2 separate regions of the Triticum aestivum genome follow, and region 2 is linked to region 1. The links are chromatin contacts, called in public Hi-C maps. All regions are on one chromosome and are shown on one strand. Each heading gives the region's core, a stretch centred on a gene start, on an enhancer-like site or on the middle of the called end of the contact. The rest is flanking DNA. Distances are from core to core; before and after follow the strand shown.

The links. Hi-C and Micro-C count contacts between places; a contact is called where the count stands out from the background.
Region 2: a Hi-C map of leaf shows a contact between it and region 1, with 4 times the contacts expected there. The contact joins the enhancer-like site here to the promoter of LOC123060727 in region 1. A contact is called at or near these places in 5 of 5 Hi-C or Micro-C datasets (leaf, root and an unstated tissue) and 1 of 1 datasets of contacts at active chromatin or transcription factors (leaf).

What each region holds. Positions count from the first base shown.
Region 1 is chr3A:142,402,045-142,408,426 of IWGSC CS RefSeq v2.1, reverse strand. LOC123060727 reads left to right here and starts at 3,378. Exons shown (of 3, transcript XM_044483557.1): 1 at 3,378-3,882; 2 at 6,334-6,382. The coding sequence starts at 3,497.
Region 2 is chr3A:142,512,745-142,519,126 of IWGSC CS RefSeq v2.1, reverse strand. No RefSeq gene overlaps it. Among protein-coding and RNA genes, the nearest start is that of LOC123060728, 7.5 kb to the left of the region's middle. Within about 2 kb of position 2,731, at least 2 of the 8 cell types and tissues checked have an H3K27ac peak or open chromatin away from gene starts, as enhancers often do.

The sequences.
Region 1 (6,382 bases), core at 2,129-4,628:
GATGCCCTCTCTACTTCTGCTTTGAAAGCAAAAAGTAATTGAAAACTGTCACTATACTTACCATATATCTTGTCAAGTGCCATTTCCTTACCATAGTAGCATCTGCTGTAAGGCACCTCAAGACCATACTTCTCTAACAACCTACCATGAATTTCCTTTGTGCCAATCCCTGGATTTTTTCTGATCCAAGCCATAGAAGCATCTGCAATCCACCTTCTTTTTGCAGCTCTCAATATCTGAGATCTGCTCACACTAGGACATGTGTGAGGGTGGGGGTTCACTTTGATCTGAAAATAAAACAAGGACGCCTGTCAGTACAACATTAGTAAAACAAAAAGTCACAATTTTAAAACAAATAGTAGTAAACTAAATAGCTAGTACCTGAAACAAAGTGATCCTCCTCATCACAGATGCATGCAGCCTCCACTTACACCTGTCATAGGCACATTTAACAGTGAACCTACTCTGGTCACTCTTTAGTGTGATGTACTCAGTTTTAGACTTTATTGAGAATGTTCCAACTGCATTTTTGCAATCAACTGCCCCAGGAAAGACCACACCTTCCTCAATGCTTGTGTTATCTCTATCATACATCATGACAGGTCTGTCCTCATTTGCATCCTCAAAAGCTCACATGTCATGATCCTCTTGCCTTTCATCTTCATAAGTATCTGAAAATCCTGTAGGTATGTAGTCTTCATTTGCTGCATGTTCCTCATTATTTTGTTGTACATAACCTGGATAAAGCTTCTCATCCTCCTCATCAGACAAAATAGGTGCATCAGGCAGTGCTTCCTCCACAACTGGATCAGGTTGATCTTCTTGTTTCTCAGTGACAGTTGGAGCAGTTGGGGCGGTACTAGCACTTGTTGCACTAGTGCCAGGAGCACTAGGAGTACTGCTAGCTCCTGGCCTAGATGCACATGGTCTACCACTTCTTCTACCTCTGGTCCCACCAGCAGTTGTCCTAGATGCAAGTGTTTTCTCACACCTTTCTCCTCTCTTTCTCTGAATTACTGTAATTTCCAAATTGCATGACCTTGTCTCTGCATTTCTTGCAAACATCAAACCTAACGCATTATCACACTGTAAAGGGTTCCAACTCTCCTGTGAACTGTCCCAATATCTTATTTCAACAGGATCAAACAATCCCCATGGATACTTTGCACAAATATTAGCCCTAAAATCATTAAACGAACTACTACTGCTGTCCGCAACTAATGGAAATGTGAAGCTGCTTTCTTTTCCTCTGGTACCAGCAGAGACTATGACTGTGGTCTCCATTCTAACAGACAGAAAGAATGCAACATCTGGATCCATCCTACAATAATGAACACAACATCTACCATGACTAAATCTTCTCTGAATCAAGCCTACGATACTAAGGAAAAGCAGATCTGAGACTTACCCCGTCGGGATCTCCCGTGCAGATGCGGTGCCCTTGCCCTTGTCGCCCCTGACTGCTACCACAACCGCCTTCAACGCTCCCCTTAACCGATGGCGAGCTTTTGTCGCCGTCGACGACACCACTGCCGCCGTGGCTGTGCGCGCAACCATCGCCCTCCCGCGCCGATGCGATTCCCTTCTTGTGGCGGCGGCCGCCGCCGCATAGGGTTTCTCCATTCTCCCCCATCGCCTGGAGATGGATGTGCTGGTACTGCAGACGACGTTCTGGTGGTGGTGCCCCTAGGGTTTCTGGATCTGGTGTTGAGGCGCCGACGAACTAGGGTTTGGACAGGGAGAGAGAGTGACGGGAGGAATGGGGAACGAAAGAGTGAGGTGGGGAACAAGCGAGTGAGCACGGGGGGCAAGCCGTGTCCTAAATCTAGCGCTGGTAGCGGTCAAACGGCGCTGACTGGACGAAACCGTGACGGGGGGCAAAAGTACAAAGAAACCAAAGTGAGTTGGGCAAGAACGAGGGTTTTCGGAAACTAGGGGCAAACCTGCCGAGGGGGACACAACTAAAGGCACCAAATTAATTATCCCTTATATATGTCAAGCTCAAGGCGAGGTTATCATCCTTGTTTCCAGGTCAACCCCCTTCTCTTTGTCATGTATAGCACTCCACAAAATGATTAACACCTTAATCATAAAAATGCCCATGTGTTTCCAAAAAAACTAAACACTTAGAGGGCCTAAGAAACACCACCCCCATCACCGAAGGGGCAAATCCCATCTTGACCAGTCAACGATTTACCACATGCTTTCCGGTAAATCCGAATTCCACCTTTATAATAACCTAATTTCAAAGGAAGGACGGCTTCATCCTAATCGCCTCGCGAGAGGGTACTGCAAATTAACCATAGCTTGTTTCATAACATTTGCATATTCACGTAGACACACAGAATGGTCAAAGTTGTTTATGATCAGAGATCGTGAAGCGAGTATTCGCAAAACATGTTGTTTTCAGTTGGAGGATAATATTCTGAGAGAGACAAAACCGGACCTGTAGCCTGCTGTTCATCATCAGAAATGCCCGCAAACAGAGACACCGATATGAAAACCTTTTCCTGATGCCTCGGGACTCCTCGTCTGCGCTTGCCCCTTTAGCATCAAAGAGAAAACGAGGACGCTGCGCGCGCTGACGCCCGCCTGGTTCCAGTCATCATGGCTTGCGTCACAGAAACCTCGCGAGGTGTCTCTTGTCTTGATCTCTCTGCCCTCACGAGACAGTCTGATGAGGCCGCTCATGAGGAGGTCTTGCGTCGTCCACGTGAGGTTTGGCCTCTCGCGAGGGTCTTGAGTGTTTGTTGAAAAAAATGGGCCGTATGGGGTCGCTGGTGGAGTCACGCTGCGGGTCGCAGGCAGGCAAATTTGGGAACCCCCGTTCCCAGAACGCCGACACCCATCTTGACGAGTCTATGATTTACCACATGCTTTCCGGTAAATCCGAATTCCATCTTTATAATAACCTAATTTCAAAGCAAGGAAGACTTCATCCTAATCGCCTCGCGAGAGGATACTGCAAATTAACCATAGCTTGTTTCATAACATTTGCATATTCACGTAGACGCACAAAATGGTCAAAGTTGTTTATGATCAGAGATCGCGAAGCGAGTATTCGTAAAACATGTTGTTTTCAGTTGGAGGATAATATTCTGAGAGAGACAAAACCGGACCTGTAGCCTGTTGTTCATCATCAGAAATGCCCGCAGACAGAGACACCGGCAGCAAGCAGATGCACAAGCCGTCCCCGACTCGGCAGATATTTTTGCAAGAAGACAAAAAGAAAGAGACTCGGGAGATATTCGGCTACGCGTCGTCCTCAGAATAGAGACACGCAGCGGGCGAAACGAGCGCGCCATCCGACGCCACGCTCGCCGCCGCGGAATATCCAAAACCGAACTGGAAACGGACCCAACAAATACCCAAGTCAAATGAAATGACCCTTCTCTCCTCCGCTCCGCTCCGCCCCTCTCTCACGCAGTTCACACACTCCTCTCCCTCTCCTCATCCCACCAAAACCTAAGCAGAGGAGCTCCGAATCCAGGCTCGCATGGCCAACCTCCTGCACCTCCCGGACCTCGCGGCGGCCCGGCCGCCCGCGCACGGCGTCGTGCGGAGGAGGGGGGCGAGGGTCGTGGCGGCGGCCAGGGCCGGGGGCCGCGTGAAGCAGGAGGAGGCCGGGACGGGGACGGGGCGGGGGCGGGTGATCAGGGTCACGGACCCCGTGCGGGACGGGAGGCTGCCGGTGCCGGCCCCGCCGCCGCTCTTCTCCGTGCCGATGACGCCGGCCTCGGAGTCGCCGGCGGCGACCACGCGCCGGGACAACGACGAGGAGGAGCGGCGCAGGTACTACCTCAACCTGGGCTACGCCATCCGCACGCTCAGGGAGGAGATACCCGACGTCTTCTACAAGGAGCCCAGCTTCGATATCTACAGGTCCGTGCCCATGTTTCATTGCCTCTCTCTGTCTTCACCTTGAGATCCTTTTAGAAACTTTTATTTAAAAAAAATACAAAAACAAAGGATCAACTGTTAGGTGGAACCCTGGTGAATTTGGGGTAAAATTGGTGAGTGCTTCTAATTGATTGATTAGCATCGCTATCTGTTTGTGGCTACTTCATAAGGGATTGGTCTGTGTCAGACTGGCATAATTAGAACATGCTACATGCATATTTCGCTGCAGATGTCTCTCTGGATTATTTGATTGCCATTGACCGATGTTGATGGCTAGATTGCCTCACAATACCGCATCTCTTCTAACTTGAAATTATAGTCTAGCTTAGTCTTTTGGTACTCTTCGCACCCATCTAGTGTTGGATGTTTTTTGAGTTGGGATGGATGACCTGGGCAGCGCAGCTACTATTGGGCTATCAAGCATCAGAAGAACCACATTTCAGAAACCATCTAATGAAGCTTAGGTTTTATCTCTATATAATGTTAATTAGGATATGGTTTGTCTTGTGGATGTGAGTAGGACCTCTTACTTGTAGAGCTACCCAATGCATTCCTCAAGAGATTCAGGTATTCATGTTCGAGGCAGTAGCATCAGCCCTCTAGTGTTGATTCTGAGTGGACATTGGTACAATGAACTGAAATGTGGACTGGAAAGCAGAGTATATGGGTGACAGGCTTGACCCAGTGGTGTGAGGCTCTTGTACTAGATTCGCAATGTGATGGCATCCATCTTTTCTTCTTTCTTATGCACATGGTTAGCCTCTACATTTTATCTGTTTCTTTTTTCTTCTGTTGCAGTTTTGTTTTGTTTCTTTATCGGGAACTAGTAAGTTAACTAGTGTAATAAAAACACATCCTAGCTTGTAAAAGAACCAGTGGTGCATGGTGAGGGAGGAAGAGATGACCAGGCTGATCAAGTTTTAAATAGGTTCTTTCTTGTTTGCGTCGAGCATCGTCGGTCTATGGTGATAGCTTAGCGCTGTAGTTGCCCTTTTGGCCATTTTCTTTGTTTTGCTCTGCATTTTATAGAGGGTTCCTGCACCCATTTTCCCTATCTTCTGTTACTTGTTGAGCTTTTATCCTCGTAACACAAAGACAGTCAGTTCTCCTGCTTGTTCTCCTTAAAAATACAATCTAATTCTGGATAGTATGTGTTTTCTGGTTCGGTTGGGATGTAATGATGTCTCTTTCTTGTTAGCATACTGTGGCCATCTTGTTTAATAATTATCAATTAATGCAAGCAATATGACATTTGCTTGAGCTTATCTTATCCGTTTAGCGTGTTGTCTAATCTACGATGCAGACTGGGAGTGGGACCAAACATTTATAAACATGACCCAACATCAGTTGCTTACATAAGTGTTTCTTGCATTAACCTTATCAGTATGTCAGTTGTCCATTAGACTTTATATTTTATTATTGCGATCATGAGGTTATCCCCTGCAATAGTGCAAAAGAGCCGTTGCTAAGAGTATCATTTGTATGTGGGACTCGGGTGTAAAGATTAGAAGGGGTGAGGCTAGCTAAATTATTTGAGGAACCGGTTCTAATTTGAGGACCGAGTCTAAGCAAATAAAAGAATTGAATGGGCGCAATGCCAGTTTGCAAACTCTCATGAGATAAATATGCTAGTGCTCAGAAAAAGGTAGAGCTGATTGTCTTTCTGCTAGCTAGTGGGTCCTACAGCCGGGTCTAAGACATTGTAGCAAATTTTGCTCTGCTAGACTCTCTATGGGTAGCAGACTTCATCTGAACAAAATTCTCAGCACATTGCCCATGCCCTAACCATTTAAATTACATCCAAATCATACAGTACTTTTCTTGCATCTTTAAGCTGCCTTCGAAGTTCGAATATTCACTGAATTTAGGGGCTGTTTGGCTTGAGACTAAGTTTGCCTAAGGTTGCCATGCGCAACGTTAAGCAAGTTTGACCAACTTAGTTGGGCGTTTGGTTCCAGCCACATCTTAGGAAAAATGCTTTTTGCCACACTAGAGCTCCAATCACATCCACTCACAAAGTGTGGCAAGATTCCCTTAGGCTTGCCAACTTGTGGCTCCAATTTTTTTGAACTAACCTTAGGCAAGTTTGGCAAGAACTTGTGGCAAAGTGTGGCAGTGTTAGGACTAGAACCAAATTAGCCCCTAAGGGAAACAGAAAAATACAATATTTTGTATCTGAATGACGAGGTTACTATTAGACCTGCATGTTTAATTGCTCGATCTTGGCTCTGTTTGAACTTTAGCATGTATTTCTAATGCTTTGCAGTTGCTCCCATGAGTTGAGTAACTTGAGCCTGCATCTGTCTTCCACTCTAATTAACTTATTATGTTATGCAGAGTACATTGCATGAAGGTTGCATTTTCTTGTACAGATTTGTACTGTTGGGTCTTATCATTGGTCTTTTCCTAATTCTGTTTGTTGCTATTTGCCAGAGATGATATCGTCTTCAGAAACCCTTTCAATAAATTCGAGGGCATTGAC
Region 2 (6,382 bases), core at 1,482-3,981, 110 kb before region 1:
CTAGCTGTGAGAAGAAAGACAGTAAAGGAGCAGATAAATTAACTATCATTAATCTTGATAATAAATAAAGATGGCCTTATGCATCGATTGATGCAGAGGCCGGGGGGCTTAACCTCCTTTTCCAAAAAAAACATTGATGATTTTTGAATATAAAAAATGCACGGAGTCGTTTCTCATGATTATTAAAGGCATTTGTTTTTTGTTGTGCTCTGTAACTTATTGATATTTGATCTAGAACATAAAAGTACAACACTGTTACCAAATATTATCCACCTGAATTTTGTTATCATTGTTTATTATGGCTTTACAATTTTCTTTTCATATCAATGTATGGAATCTAAAAAGAAAACACTTCGACCACTAGGCTCATTTATCAAGTTCGCCCTAGGGCCTCCGAAACTTCAGGGCCGGCCCTGGGGCTCGGGGATGCCCAACTACCAGGAAGGGACATCTACGGTTGCAGGAGCGCATCTAGAGAAGGAGAAGCGGAGCAACTGATGGGGCATCTGTCATTGATTCCTTCGGTGGGAATGCTCGTGAAGGAGAGGCGGAGCTAAAGGGCAACGTGGCTAGCTTCAGGTTGGTCGATGGCCACGAGATCAGTGGCGGATCTACCATTGGGGCGAGGTGGGGCGGCCGCCCCGGGTCCCCGCCGGCGGAGCAACGATCCCCGCCTACCTATCGTCCGGTGGCCGTCTGATTTCATGGCGGCGGCGAGCAGTTTCCATGGAGGCGGCTTGTTTCTTGTTTCCACGAAGCAGTACGTGAGGCAGGGCTGGGTGAGGGAGAGAAACGCGTTTGGGCTGGGCTGCAGCAATGGGGCTAACCTGTAGCATTTGCACAATTGCATTTAAGGCCTAAGTGATCGAACGCATGCTGCCGGATACGGAACATCCATCCAGCTCAGCAGTACTGAATGGGTTGATCTCCTACTGTCAAAATCAGTGATAAGCAGACTATGGCACATTTTTATACTTTGCGGAAACGTAGAGGCCATCTAGCTTGACAACCTCGTGTTCTTTGTACAACTATATGTTAGAGGTATACTGCCATCTTATGAAAATATACAATAATTTTTTTTGGGGGGGGGGGGGGGGGTAGAAAGTATACAATAATCCTTCCGTTTCAAAATATAGCACGCTCACGCTTTTCAATGTTCAACTTTAATTATAAATTTAATTAACGAGACCAACTGCGGCGGAGGCAAACATTATATAATTAAAAACTTCTTTTGAATACGAATTCATTGCTATAATTTTTAGTCCTGCCGCAGTCGGTCTCGTTGGTTAAATTTATGGTCAAAATTGAAACACGAGAACCAAGGACGCACTATATTTTGGAACGGAGGGAGTAGTTATCACACTTGAGCCAATACATTTATAATTTTGTAGGCCTCGCTTGAGATTGTGGACATGTATTGTGACATCAAGTGAAGAATCCATATTAATTGTTTCAAAGACCTTCTTATGTTTTTGGTAGTTGAATGACATGAATTTTGATTAAGTAGATTTATATTTCCAACAATGTTCGCCCTGGCTAACTTCAATTTCTGGGTCCGCCACTGCACGAGAACGATGAAGATCGCTGACGACAGGTGGGTGCCGGTTGCATAGAGGGAGCGATGAAATAAAGGGGGCGTGACATGTATGACATGCCTGCACGGATCCAATGCCATGGATAGGTATTCATATGATCGGCTGTGCCGTCGGAATTTCAACAAGCAGCGGAGGGAAGATGGTTTTCGAGGACAATGGCATCTTCCTCATGGCGCAAATCACCTCATTAGGGACATGGATGGATTTAAAGTCTTGGCAAACATATTGGTAGAGGATAAGGATGAGGATTGTCATCAACGGTGGCGGAGGGACGCACGGTGCCGCTGCATTGCTCTAACGGCGCCATTCAGATGCACAATGGAAAAGAACAGCCGTCTTCCCTGCCATCCGATTCATCATCATATAAGCAATTCCAGCCGTCCAACCAGTCAACGCAAAAACATGCCTCGTTTCTTCCCCGTTCTGAAATCATCTCGCAGCGCATCGACGGCGAAACACTGGATTGAAGCACGTCGGTGACGTCACAGCACTCGTCACAGCACCGGCTCGCAGCACGGCGACGCCGTCGCAGCACCGGCTCGCAGCACGACGGTGTCACAGCATCCTCTGGCAGCATGTCGACCGTCGTCGCAGCACCGGCTCGTAGCATGGCGGCGCCGTCGCAGCACATCGATGGTCGTCGAAGCACTGGCTCGCAACATGATGGTGCCTCCGAAGCATCGTTGGAGCAGCTGGGGCACCGTCGCAGCATCGCCGCGCGATGGAAGCAACCCGGGCCACTCGCGCCATGGAAGCAATCCTGCATCATTGAGGCGGTTTGCAGCAACTCACGCGAGAACGACGAGTTAGTTCTGTAACATCGGCAAAGACGACGGGTGGCTAGCCTGTAGCACCAGCGTGCTTCGAGCGGCCTTCCAAACAACGGTGGTTCTTGGTCGTTGCCGCATCGCCACCTAGCACCCCAACCCCCCCTCTCGCAGCACTTGAAGGAGCTCGCAACACCCGGACCACCCTCGCAGCTCTTGCACATCGCTTGAAGGACCTCGTGGATGCCTTCCATGGCGGACGAGATATCCACGGGATAGAGAATAGAGTGATGGGGAGAAGATGAGTTGACCAGCAGGAATGGGACTGGATGGAAGAGCTCGTGAAAGGATAAGGAGAGAAAAGGATGGAGCCGTGGGCACATGGGCGGGCCCCACTGGACGCGTGCCGCATGCACGAGACGGCTGGCCTTGGGAGTGTCTACATCCGGATGAAATGAAGCAATTCCCTTTTATTTGTTACGGCTCAAAACCGATAATGATATGCAAAATGTTAAAAGTTGTACCAATTTGTTGACCTAGCTTCCATTATAATACTTTCTGCAATTAGCGTAAGTCCCTGTTTTGTTTCTCTCTTGTGGCTCAGCAAAATTAGCATGAGTCATAGCAAAAGTCATCTTCTGCTCGCGAGCTCATTTGAGCTCATGATAAATAGTAAAATCAGAAAAAAAATCAAAAAACATTTGATTTTTTTAATTTTTTTGGTGTAGACATTGACAAAAGTTTTACATGCTCATAAAATTATCTTGAAAAGACATTCGTGGAAGTCCTGTCAAAAAAGTCAATAGTCCAAAATGCTTTCAAAAATAACACTTTTGGAGCATCAATTGTTTTATCACAACTTCCAAGAATGTGATTTTAAGATGAAATTTTATGGATAATTTTTTTAAATAATATTTTTTTATCAATTTGCACAAATATTACGCTCAAAAAAAGAATTTCAGAAATAATACACCGTCGGCCCGCTGCGGGCCGACTGGGCCTAGTCAGCCCACAGCAAGTCGACTGGGAGTACTCGGCCAGTAGCAGGCCGACAGCTGGCCAGCCTGCGACGTGTCGCGCGCGGATTGGGCAGGCCACGTCGCGAGGGGGGAGAGAGGGAGCTGTCGGCGCGGCGGTCACGGGGTGAGCCCCTGTCAGCTTACCGTGGGCCGATCGGCCAGCTACGGGCCGACAGGGTGTGGACCCACCTCGCGCGGCACGGCCGGCTCCCTGCGTCTTCTTCCTCCTCCCACGCGAGTGTTCTTGTTCTGTTCTTTCCTTCTCCTCTCTGTACACCAAAATGCCCCCAATTTCTACACCTGAACGAGCTAGTTATTTGCGGATTTGGCACCGTGAATGGATTCTACTCAGTTAGGGAAACCAAAAGAGACCTTGATATACTGATGGGGTAGCTCGTGGCAGTCGTGGTGAGCATTTAGGTGGAGTTTTTTTCCAGCTCATTGGTGGAGCTTGTTGCGGCGGTGGTGGAGGTGGTGGTGGAGAAGTTGGGGCAGTGTGGTGGAGGCGGTGGAGGTGAAGCTCCGGCAGTTTGGTGGAATTTCCCGCTCCGATTCCGGTGATTGAAGGCCGCCATTCGTCGTTCGCACGCACGCTTCAAGGGTATATTTCAACCAACATTTTATTTTTCGTAGGTGCTCCGGTAGTATTTGTTAATATGTTTCGATGTGAAATAAATTAGGTGTGTGATTATTGTTAGTTGCTCTGGTAGTATACGTAAATATATTTAGATGTTAATTAATTAGTTGTGTAAAAATTTGTAGTTGCTCCGGTAGTATTAGTTGCTCCGTTAACATTCTGTAATATATAGCTAGCTAATATATAGACATGTCTAATATTTGTTAGTGGGGGTATATTAAGTTGTTGCTTAATACTTGTATTTCGTTGTTGAAAAAAAATAGGTGAGCCGAGATGTCCGATGTAGTGAACTTCAGATTTTGCTATGGTCCTAATATTGTCCAAATAATTGAGATGTGAGTAGATCTGAGTGAATTTACTCACATAGATGTGCCAATGAGCGCACCTCAAACATGGTCTGTCTGTCAGTTGAAAGAATGGATTGTGGCAAGTTTAGGTCTTGATACTGAAACACACACCGTCGGTGTTCATGCATTGTGGACACGGTCAAGTTCAATAATTTACTTTTATTTGAGGCCGATAGAGCAAGACTCCGAATGGGTGCGGTGGTTATAAGGCTGTGAACGAAGGGGATGCAATCATGTTGCTTTAGTGCTTCCCGTCATGAAGGAGGTCACTGCACATGAAGGCGAGGGTGGCTACGATCCTGGTCCTAGCAGTGTAGGGAGGCAGTTATCTATGTCAAATGCTGGAGATGATGGTTACGAACAAGGACAGAGCAGTCAGGTAGAAGGAGGAAATGCTTATGGTTATGAACCAGAGCAGAGTAGTCAGGTAGAAGGAGGAAATGCCGATGGTGATTACAATGGCGAGGTGGACGCTGACGAGGTAGATGGGCACATGCAGGACTAGATGGAAGAAGAAGACACCGATATTGAAAGGGGTCATGCCAATGCTTCTGACGAGTCAGATGAAGAAGAAAATGCAGAGAAGGTCATGAATCCTGCATCGTGGAATCATGACTTTTCATCTGCAATGACCGTGAATGATGGACATGATTCAGCCTGGCAATATCACCAGAACAATATTGCGACGGGTGCTATGTATCCGAACAAGCAAGCCCTGAAGGATGCAATAATTAACTGGGCAATGTCCACGCAAAGGGTTTTCACAGCTTAGGTGTTCGGTCAGAAATTCCTGACAATGGTATGCAAGAACACAGATTGTCCTGCCAGGGTGCACGGCTTTCTCTCTAAGTATGGCACAAGTTGGGTGATAAGTGACTTAGTTAATCACAGTTGTCTTATTCCCTGCATCCCTCAGGATCATGCCAACCTTTCATCGACGCTTATTGCTTGGTTGTTTTACGATGAGATGGTGCAGGGCAAAGCTATGGAAGTGAAGGCAGTCCAGACAAAAGTCTTCGCCAGGTTCAAGTACAGAATTTCTTATGGCAAGGCTTGGAGGGCTAAGCATGCGGCGCTTGAGAGGAGATTTGGTTCTTATTTTGATGCATATGACTCTCTTGTCCAGCTCCTCCACACCCTGCAGTAGCGGAATCCAGGCACCTATATCGATATCCAAGACATGTTCATGCCAGAGTTCCCAACTGTGAGGGTGCTGCATCGTCTCTTCTTCTCTTTCGGTGTATGCATCGAAGCTTTCAGGCATTGCCGACCGGTGATATGTGCTGACGGTACTTTTCTCACAGGCAAGTACAAGGGTCATATCCTGACAGCCATAGGTCAAGACGGCCAAAATCAAGTCGTCCCACTCGCATTTGCTTTTGTGGAGAGTGAGAACATTGAAAGTTGGACATGGTTCTTCAGAAAGTTGAAAATATCAGTTGTGAAGGAGAAGCCCAATGTGTGCATCCTTCATGACAGGCATGCAGGTATACTCAGTGTGATAAGGACACTGACAAACCCAGGCCCTGAGGAACAAGTTCCATGGCAGGACTTGCAGAGCCATTGGTGCATGCGCCATCTGGGGGCTAATTTCTTCTCGCGGTTTAGAAATAAGAACCTGATGAATCTGTTAAAAAAACTCTGCAAGCAGAACGAGTTATGGAAGTACAATTTGATATGCGACGAACTTAATGTGTGCACGCAGAGACACGTGAGGGATAGGAAAGCTGCAAGAGATGCAGCGGCGAGGGCACATGTTGAAGCAGTAGCTACACAGTTGGCAACAGGACGTGGAGGAGGAGCCTGTTGGGCTATGTGACCTGCCAGGCTTTGACCCACCTGGTACTAGGAGAAGGCTTGGGAGGTCAATTAAAACCTTCGAGCAGTGGATAGATCATTAGCCTCTTGAGAGGTGGCTACATGACACACATGGAGCAAGGTACGGTGTGATGACAACGGACCTCGCGGAAACATACAACTTTGTCCTCAGAGGAAACCGGGCATTGCCACTTGTTGA